Regions from separate parts of the Mus musculus genome. Here region 2 is linked to region 1. A link is a contact called in public Micro-C data. All regions are on one chromosome and are shown on one strand. Each heading gives the region's core, a stretch centred on a gene start, on an enhancer-like site or on the middle of the called end of the contact. The rest is flanking DNA. Distances are from core to core; before and after follow the strand shown. Region 1 overlaps Myo3b (myosin IIIB). Region 2 has its middle 20 kb from the start of Sp5.

Region 1 (4,830 bases), core at 1,125-3,624:
TGGTTCCCGTGAGGGGTAGAGAAGTCCGTGGAGTCATACTGATTTGGAGACAGCTTCCAGATGCTGTGTCTGTAAACATACAGAAAGATCAGATCCCTCTGTGGGTGAGCTGCCTGCTGGGATACTGCACTTCCGCTTGCAAAGTCTTGTTCTTTTCTGGGGTTTTCACACACACTCGAGGGGTCACTGCAGGCAATGGAATCCCAGAGACCACTCTCACAACCTTCTGACAGTAAAACTTCCTGAACCCACTCATTTGCTCAGGGCCTCAGTTTCCCCATACTTGCATGGAAGAGCAATTGGTGGGATAGCTTCCTCCCCAAGTCATGAAAAGTAAATGAGATAACACACACTGTGTGTGCATGTGTGTGTGTGTGTGTGTGTGTGCCTGTGTGTATGTGTGTGCACACATGTGTGTATCTGTGTGTGTGCGTGTATGTGTATATATATATATATATATACACACACAGATACACACATGTGTACATATATAAACACATATATACACATACATACACACACACATATATATATACAGACACACACACATATATACACACACAAAAATATATATAGCCTCATCTGACACATGAAACCACTCATGCCTAAGAATAGTCCCTGGCAACATAATTCTTCCTCTATGGAAGTCTTGATAGCATAGTTCAGTGTTGGTACCTCAGGTCCTTTAATATTAAGCCAGTGCTAAATTCAGGATAGTTTGAACATCAAGATAAAGTATAATGAAAAAAAAAAAAAGAAAAAGAAAAAACCCATTGGGTTAGGTAAAAGAATTCAGAAATCCACATTAATAGAAGGGGAAAATGGCAGAGAAGGTGGAAGGAAATTCTTCATTGCAATTATAATGTGAAATAATAAATGTAGATTTGGTGATTGAAAATCAACATTTTTCAAGTATGGAAACAATCACTGCTCTAGGCAAGCATCATGAACGAGTGCCCAAAGCAGAAGGTGAGAGACGAGGGAATAACAAGCTATTTTCATAATGTCAGAATAAATCCCCACAAGAAAGCTGTAGAAGGACACAGAGGAACCTTGCAGAAGCCACTGTGACCAAATGACAGCATCACAGAGATGGAGCCACCAGACCGCACGCAACCCTCAGAACAGCACCTTGTCTGCGGATTTCCTGCCAAATGAGCATGACCTGGATTTAATCCTGAGGAAACAGCAGACAGACCCCAACAGAGGAGTCTGTTGGAAGATAACTGGCCAGTAGGCTACAAAACGAAACAGAGGGGATGGCTGAGGCGCTTTCCCAGCTGGAAGGAGACATAAGAGAATGTGACCACCACCCCCATCCCCACCCCCCCACCCCCAATCCTGGGTTTCTTCTGCTACAGAAGTTGCCCCTGGCATCTTTTGCAAAAATCAGAACACCGTGGAGTGAGTCATAGAGTCTTGCTACTAATCTTAATTTTCCGATTTTAGACACTGCACTCTGGTAAGAGAACACCCTTCCTTTTGAGAACCGGATACTTCGGTACTTAGGAGATAAAGGATGTCAGATGTCTCCAGAGTTCAGAGAAGGTTCCTGCGTTTGTGTGTCAGTGCTCCTGACTACAGCCCTGTGAAAGACAAAGACAAAGCAATAGGTGTGCTGCCATGCTCAGAAATTCCTGCATCTCTTGTGGAACTTTGAAATGCGGTTAATACAAAAAGTTACAATGAAAGCCCAAGGCAGTTCCCCAGCCTTCTCCCCAACTCTCCTGCCTAGTTCTCTGCAGATCACAATCCTTTCCATCACTCCTGCTGAACTTCAGTAAATATCTATCTAGTGCCATCGGTTTGGGGTTTTGGTTGTTTAGGTTTTTTGTTTGTTTGTTTGGTTTGGTTTGGTTTGGTTTTAGACTGAATCTTTCTATATGGCACTGACTAGTCTGGAACTCACTATGTAAACAAGGCTAGCCTCAGACTCATAGAGATCTGCTTGCCTCTGCCTTCCAGGTGCTGGGATGAAAGGCGTGTGGCACCATACGTGGTGCTAATTCAGTTTTTAAGGTGCTAACACTATGACTCTACATAGGTCAACCCATAAGCCATTTCAAAACCCGACCACGGCCACGCTGAGTGAGGAGACCTGTGGCTGTAGGCCTAGCTACTCAAGGGGCGGAGCCAGGGATGTTTCCTGTGCCTAGTAGTTCAAGACCGGACTGAACAACCAAGTGGAAGTCCGTCAGAAGACAAAACCTACTCAAAGGACAAAGCAGAGGTGAAACAAAAGAAGCCGCTTGGAGGCCTTGTCATTGCTTCCCTTTGGACATTCATTATGATCCCCAATGTAATGGTGGCACGCTAGTCCGGTAACAAAACAATGCTGCAGACAGAGAGCGCAGGCAGGCTCTGTGGCAGCCAGATCTGGTTTCCATCTGGTTCTGACCAGTTCTGTTTATTCAGATAGCCCAGTTCCCTCCCTCTGGTCTGTGAAATGGGGGACGTGAATCATTTGCTGGAGTTCCAGAATGAATGAAGCAACCAAGACCTCAGTTCTCTCCGGGCATCCAGGAGGCTGCTGCTGCTGCTGCTGCTGCTGCTGCTGCTGCTGCTGCTGCTGCTACTGCGGTCGCACTGCTGCAGTTTTCCGGTGACATCACACCGGCCCGCCCCTGAACTCCAGTGCTGTGTGAAGACTTGCTCTGCTATTCTGTCAGGCTGCGACCCTCAGACAGTGCTGCATACACATTGAGATCGCAGAGCCCCCTGACCCTGCTTCCATTCCAGTCCTTTTCTCCGCTGGAGGCTGGGACGCTAATGGTCCAAGACAGCTTTCCGAGTGGCTGTCCAATAAGGCGTCGTTTTCATCAGAAGGAAGAAAACCTTTCTGTTCCCACCTTAGGCTTTTATAGCGACAGCTGTCTGCAGTAACATAGTGCAGACCAGGGAGGAAAGGAAAGAAACAAGAACCCAAGAGCTGACAAATTAACACGGTAGGATCCCAGTTGGAGAAAAACAATGGGGTGAACAAATATGACCATCCTTAAAAGCCTAGTAGGGTTCGGGAAATTAGCATAAGTTCACAAACCTAACTGGTACTGACTTATATGAGACATTTATTAGCTCCTGGAGCCCTTCAGATAAATCAGTCCTTGAGCGGTGTTCTAAAACAGAAACCTACGTCTACTTAAGAGCAATCACATATCCACATATTTAAGTGGGATTTGCATAACTAACTCCTTTGGCAGCAATACTCACTCGAGAGAGATGTAAGATGTGTGTTTCAATATTTTTATAAAAAGTGCTGAGTATCCAAAACAAATGAGAAAAACCAACCAAAAGCCAAGCTGTGAGACGCAAGCATATGGGGTCCCTGTTGCCCAGCTGTACCCTGTTAAGGTCCTTCTTCTTCTAGTCTGCCCTTCATAGTCCCATGATATCATATATTAAAGCTCATGATGATGTTTTCCTCTTTATAAATGTAAGGAAAATATCAAGGTACCTATTTCTGACAAAAACATGTGAAGATTAAAAAGACTGATAACATCTAGTGTTGGAGATACAATGGAAAAATGGACCTTCCATACATCTGTGGCTAGATGTTAAGCTTTGTTACTTTTTAGGGGAGAAACTGATGATGTAATTTAAACCCTTGGAATAGAAAAAGGATTTTCTCACTCTTAGGCCCAACAACTTCACACCAAATATTTATCCCAGGGAACTAAATGAATTGGAACTCAGAGCCATGCCCATTGAGTACTCAATGGTCCCTCATTCGTAATGTGAGAGATGGACACCATTTAAATGTTTACAAATGTGTTATTACTCAATTCATTTGTATTAATCACTCAGTGCAAAACTGCACAGCACAAGCTGAGTATTTAAAATACATTATATAGTCACGTATGCTAATCATTCAATGAAACACTATACAACCATAAATATGATGGTATTATACAGTTATATAAATATATGCTCAGGATCATAAGAGGAACTCTAAAATGCTGGTATGTCACTTCACATAACAGTCATGAGCCACTAGTTTTTAAAATACATATTAAATGTGTAGAAAAGTATCTGAAAAGCTATACATCTGGATGCTAATTTTAGCTCGCTGTGAAGATTATCCCCACCTGTGTCATCTTCTCCCTTGGTGCATGCATAGGAGAGAGTACCAGTGGGGTATGTGTCACTTTTCATCACAAAAATAGTCTTGATCAGAAAAAAGGAAGAAATTGGAAATATTTTGCTGCAAGGTCTTCTAGTCATTTATTTTGGTGAGGAAAGAAGACAGACATTGATACATTTTCATAGATTAGCAATTGTTGAGATTCAGATGCCTGGAGACTCATAACCTGTCTCTCAGCTAACAAATAGTGCCAGAACTGGTAGACACTCCAGTTAGTAGAGCTGAAAGTTCACAAGGCAAGGGGATTCTGGTAGTAGTCACTCTGCTTATCGCTGCGACAAGCTCTTAAAGGAGGAAGGGTTTACCCTGGCTTTCTGTCTGAAGATGCAGTCCACCACAGCAGAGATGCAATGGGGTAGAAAGGGGGACGCTGGCACCCAGCAGGCTTTTTCCTTTCACCCCTTTGCTTGTTCAGTCTGGAACCCATGGAATAGTGCCTCCCACACTCAGGGCAAGTCTTCTCCCCTCAGCTAATCATCGTTGGAAAAGTTCCCCTAGCACACACCCATTAATGAGGTACCTCCTTAATTCAATTGACCATGGAAGTTAACCTGGTCATGGTGCCTACTGACTTTGTGCTTCTCCCTTGATCAGACTCCAGGACAGTTTCCTCTGCAGCTTAGGCACAGACCCTTAGCTCATCTGAATGTGAACCAGGCAAATCATCTGCAGAGCCATGTTTTCATAAC
Region 2 (4,815 bases), core at 1,951-4,450, 120 kb after region 1:
AAGAGCTGCGTGTGACTCTTTGAAACAGTTGCGGCCAGATGGACCTGTAATGTATAAGTGACAGGTGCCTTTGAAAACCGGAGGATTGACTGCTCTGGGGAATGAAACTAAAGATTCTCTTGCAAAGGCAAGGATGAGTAAGAATGGTAGAGGTTTGAACCCTGGCTGCTCAGCCCCTGCCTCCGCACCTCAGCCCTGTCCTGCTGGTGCCAGCACCAGGTGGAAGGGCAGTTTGGTCTCCTCTTGACTTAATCCTCGCCTGTCTGCGGAGTCCTCAGCAAGGGTGCCAACTATAAGGATGGCTCTGGGCTTAAACACCTGCCCATCAGGAACTGGACTTATACCCCCAACTTCCTTTCATGCAGCCACAAGGCAGACATCAGATGGTGGTGACTTCTGGTCCCTCCTGAGAGGCCTGGTTACATGGTATCCCACAGCTCTCTGCCACAGCTTTGCTGTTCTCCGCATACTTACCCAAGCGTGGGATTTTAAAATAGCAGGCAGAATCTTCAGGAAGCCTTACTTGAAGCAATTATGCAGCAGAGCTGTGCTTTCCTGTCATCAGAATCTTGCAGAACCCTCTCATATTTGTGTGTCTCCATGCTTAAACACTGGACGATCTCGTTATGTTCACGATTCTAATCCCCTTGTATTTATTAACTATTTTAATTCTCTTTACCCAAGGAGTAAATACCACTGTTCCCATCATTTTATGGATGAGGAAAAGAAGCACAGACAGGTACAGTGTGAACAGTCACAGACAGGTACGGTGTGAACAGTCACAGCTGGGTATGACGGCGTGAACAATCACAGACAGGTACAGTGTGAACAGTCATAGACAGGTATACGGTGTGAACAGTCACAGACAGAGCAAGTAGTAAGTGGAAGACCTGGGACTCAATCTGGAGCCAGAATCTATGCCTGAATTCCTGAACAAGCTCATGCCTTTGACTTGGTGCCTGGCTGATGGTGATACTTTGAGTAATTGCAGAACCTTGAGGAGAAAGTTGGTCCCAGGTTATAAAGCCCCGCCCTGATTACAGCTGAGCTCTCTCTGTACAGTGGGCACCATGCAGCAAGCAGCTACTACAAGCTCCCTCTGCTAGAGCTCCCAGTCACCTTGCCTGTCCTGGTATAATATAGACTTTATTTCCTCAACTGTGAGCCAATATAAACCTAACCTCATATCAGTTGTTTGTGTCAGGTGTTGTGTTACAGTAGCAGGACAGCAACTAACACAGGTATAGTTTCCCACATCTTATCATAAACAATTCCCAGGGCTAGTGGGCTATCTGCATCACTTGCAGCTAGGACTTAGACATCACTTGCAGCTAGTACTTACTAGTCTTTTCTAACTTTAAGTCCTGACTAGTTCCTCTCTTACAGCTGGAAGCTCATGCTACCTTGGTCTGCCTGCTGTGTTTCCCTCCTAGTGTTCACCCCAGTGAAGCTGGTGGCCTTGAAACTGTCATCAGTGTCTGATGCAGGGTTCTCCCTTGGGCAGAGGCGTCCTTAATAGAGATCACCTTGCATACAGCAGACCTAGATCTTCTAGGGGAACTAACTGGGTGGTAAACCCTTTGCTAATATCCATGAGCAGGATCTTGACTCGTATGCATTTAATGAAGCCCTAATGACAAACAAGAGGTGAGGTACCAGAGATACGTGGTAAACAAGACCCACAGTCCCTGCCTCTGAGAAGGCCACACTCCAAAACAGACATGGGCTGAGAGGCATTCTAATGCTCAGAAAGTGGACTAGGAAAGGGCAGGCTAGAGAGATTCACAGCACACTGGAGGGCAAGTACTTCCAGGGGAAGGTACTCAGAAAGCAGTGCTACCCAACCTCAGACCTTAGCCCATACAGAGTCCACAGCAGGGCATCACTGTGGAGTTCATTAAGGCTGACATGCAAGATCCAAAGTGTCCTTCCCCCCCCCTCCCCCAAGGCAAGGTTTCTCTGTAAATCCCTGGGTGTCCTACAATTTGCTTTGTAGACTAGGCTGGTCTTGAACTCAGAGATCCACCTCCCTTGTCTCTTGCTCCTGAGTGCTGAGATTAATGTCATGAGCCTCCACTCGGACCAGTGTCCATTGTAATGGTCACCGAGGAGTCAGGAGTTGACTAGACTGAAGGAATGATATTGGATTTGCAGTGTAATAGCCAGTGCTACTTTATAGAGCTACAGGGTTGTTCTTTAAATTACATTTACTTATTTTGTGTGTGGTAGGGTGTGTGTGTGTGTGTGTGTGTGTGTGTGTGTGTGTGTGTGTGTGTGTGTGTAAATCAGTGGACAGCTTGTAGGAGCTGGTTCTTGCCTTCTACCATGTGATCCCAGTGAGCAAACTCTGGTCTCAGGCTTGGCAGCAAGTGCCTTTACCTGCTGAGCCATCTCACCAGCATGGAAGCTATACCTTCAAGCTGACACCTGCACATCTATACTGCATGCTCACAATAATGTCAGGGCTGGTGTTATTGAGCTGCCTGCAGCATGGGGAGGCTTTGAGATCAAGTGGCAAAGGCAAGACTTCAACTCCAAGCCCCTACCCAGAGCCCAGTCACACAGAGGGTGCATAAATAGTCGGGATTTTCAGAAACGACCTATCTTTTCTTCATTTTCTCTCAAGTTAAATGTTTCTTTTTTACTTATTATTTATTTTATGCATATAAGTGTTTGCCTGCGTGTATGTCTCTACACCACATGCTTGGAGCCTGAAAAGAACCAAAATGATGGGTGGTTGTGAGCCACCGTGGTCTCTGCAAGGACAAAAAGTTTACTCAACCACCAAATCATCTTTCCAGCCCATAGACCAAAGATTCTCACTGGGATTCTAGAAGACATTGCACGAAAATGAAGTGAGAATCAAGTAGTTACACACTTGTACGCCATATTTACAGCGAAATTATTTGAAATCACCTCAAACTTTTACAACCAAAATGTCCTTTGAGGAGTAAATAAATAAACCAGGATGGGTACACACAGTGGAATATTATACAACAATAAAAAGAAACAAGTGACACACCAACAGCTTGATGCTCAGAGTCATTAAATGAAGTGGAAAGTTTCAACATGTCACATACTGTACAGCTCTAAGATTGGAGAGATGGGCCGGGACAGCAGACACGTAGTCATGGGAGAGCTGATGTAAGCCAGAAGTAGCCAGCAGGGCAACACGCAGTCTTGAATTGCTTACTGGCTTGGACAGCTTGCTGTTGCCTCGAGAATTCTGAGTCCTTCGCTCACTGGTATACTCCAGGACCATGAGTACCTAAGGGCCCAGTTTCCAGGGCCTATTTCATGATTTGCGATTTCATCCTTAACTACAGCCCCTTAACAGGGGATGCCTGCGTCCCAGCTGACCGATGCTGATTGACCCTGTGACAAACTATTCTGGCTGGTTTCCTCCAGATGGGTGCCAAACGTGTTAACACCTTGTCCCCCAGTGCATAGCAACGTTTCAAGCGGCTTGTTAATTGCCGCCGATTAAAAGCAGGTCTATAATCAACAGCTTATGCATGGCGGCTGGCTCGGGGTTTATCTGGGTCTCCAAAACCCCAAAAGGAAGAAAATCGCTACTGAAGGACTGAAGGTTTCCCATTTCCCTGAGAAACTAGTGAGAGGGGAGCCGCCTCTCTGTCCTGGGGCCACCCACAGAGCTTCTGGGAAGCGCGCGCGCGGGGGGGGGGGGGGGCAGAGGTGCTGCGTGTCTTGTTTACTAGCACTTTTCTGAGCCTGGGCATTCCATATCCTTGAGTTTCCATGGCAGGTCCTCCCCCATGTCTGTATGCCAGGCTCCTTCTCAGTGTTAGGCACCCCATGCCTGCCCCTTTCCCAGTCCCTACACTCAAGGTGTATGCAGGACTACTCAGGCTATTTTTCCTTCTGTCCAGTGCTCTTTAAACCTCTATGTCCAGGATCATGCTCAGCAGACCCCACCCTCTCCCTCCTTACACAGAGTCTGTGTGCCCCAGAGAGCCCTGCTAAGCTTTGAGGTAGCCTGCCATGGCCCTCTTACCTCCTCTGACTCTCAACGTCCATATTTAAAACTAGGTTGGACTTCAAGGCCTGTTTCTCCCTTTAAATTTATGATCGAGGAGGGTTTCTTTTCTTTCTCTTACTTCTCTTGTTTGAGGGTCATTACTCTGGTCTTTAAAGGGGAGGCAACTGCTCCTCCCTCTACAACAGGGTGAAGCCTGAGGACATTGTAGTAAGAGCAATGAGACAGCACAAAAGGACAAGTACATATGCCTCTTCTCACCCAGTGGATATGAAGTGTTAAATCCACAGGGCCAGAGAGTAGAACGGTAGGTGGCATGGGCTGGGGACAGAAAGGGATGGAGAGATATTTAATGAGAAGACAGCTTTCCATTTTACAAAATGAGAAATAAAAACTAAAATGGTTAAAATAGTAAATTTAATTGTACATTTGTGTGTGTGTGTGTGTGTGTGTGTGTGTGTGTGTGTAAACTGGTCTTTATAAAAAGACTGAGTAGAAAAAAAAAATCTTCCTGAAAGCAACATAGGAAAGAAAAAAAAAAAAAAAAAAGCGTCTCTAGTGTGTCCTTAGAGTCCAGAAACAAAAACAGAGGCAGAAGCCGCAGTCCTTATTTCGCAGAAATTGGGCCCTGAGAGGTAAGGAGAGCCCTCAGAACTGCTCAGCCGCACCTCTCCGGTTGCACAGTGGCTGAGTTACTTGCTCTTCTGGAATCCAAACTAGGAATGTAAGCTGCTGTGTCATGCACTAGACCTGAGGTTCGGTCCTCAGCTCCTGCCCCCAGAAATGTTTTAAAGAAACTCCATAGTTACCCTGCTTTC

Evidence for each region. Hi-C and Micro-C count contacts between places; a contact is called where the count stands out from the background.
Region 2: a Micro-C map of embryonic stem cells shows a contact between it and region 1, with 2.5 times the contacts expected there. The contact joins two enhancer-like sites. A contact is called at or near these places in 10 of 39 promoter capture datasets (cranial neural crest, embryonic stem cells, frontonasal cranial neural crest and 5 more), 5 of 484 Hi-C or Micro-C datasets (cerebellar granule neurons, cerebellum, embryonic stem cells and 1 more), 1 of 115 datasets of contacts at active chromatin or transcription factors (embryonic stem cells) and 1 of 9 other capture datasets (embryonic stem cells).

What each region holds. Positions count from the first base shown.
Region 1 is chr2:70,338,122-70,342,951 of GRCm38.p6, forward strand. All of the region lies in intron 30 of Myo3b (myosin IIIB), which reads left to right. Among named protein-coding and RNA genes, the nearest start is that of Sp5, 130 kb to the right of the region's middle. Within about 2 kb of position 2,375, at least 8 of the 459 cell types and tissues checked have an H3K27ac peak or open chromatin away from gene starts, as enhancers often do. A contact at or near this core is called in embryonic stem cells, where this site is marked.
Region 2 is chr2:70,452,986-70,457,800 of GRCm38.p6, forward strand. No RefSeq gene overlaps it. Among named protein-coding and RNA genes, the nearest start is that of Sp5, 20 kb to the right of the region's middle. Within about 2 kb of position 3,201, at least 20 of the 459 cell types and tissues checked have an H3K27ac peak or open chromatin away from gene starts, as enhancers often do. A contact at or near this core is called in embryonic stem cells, where this site is marked.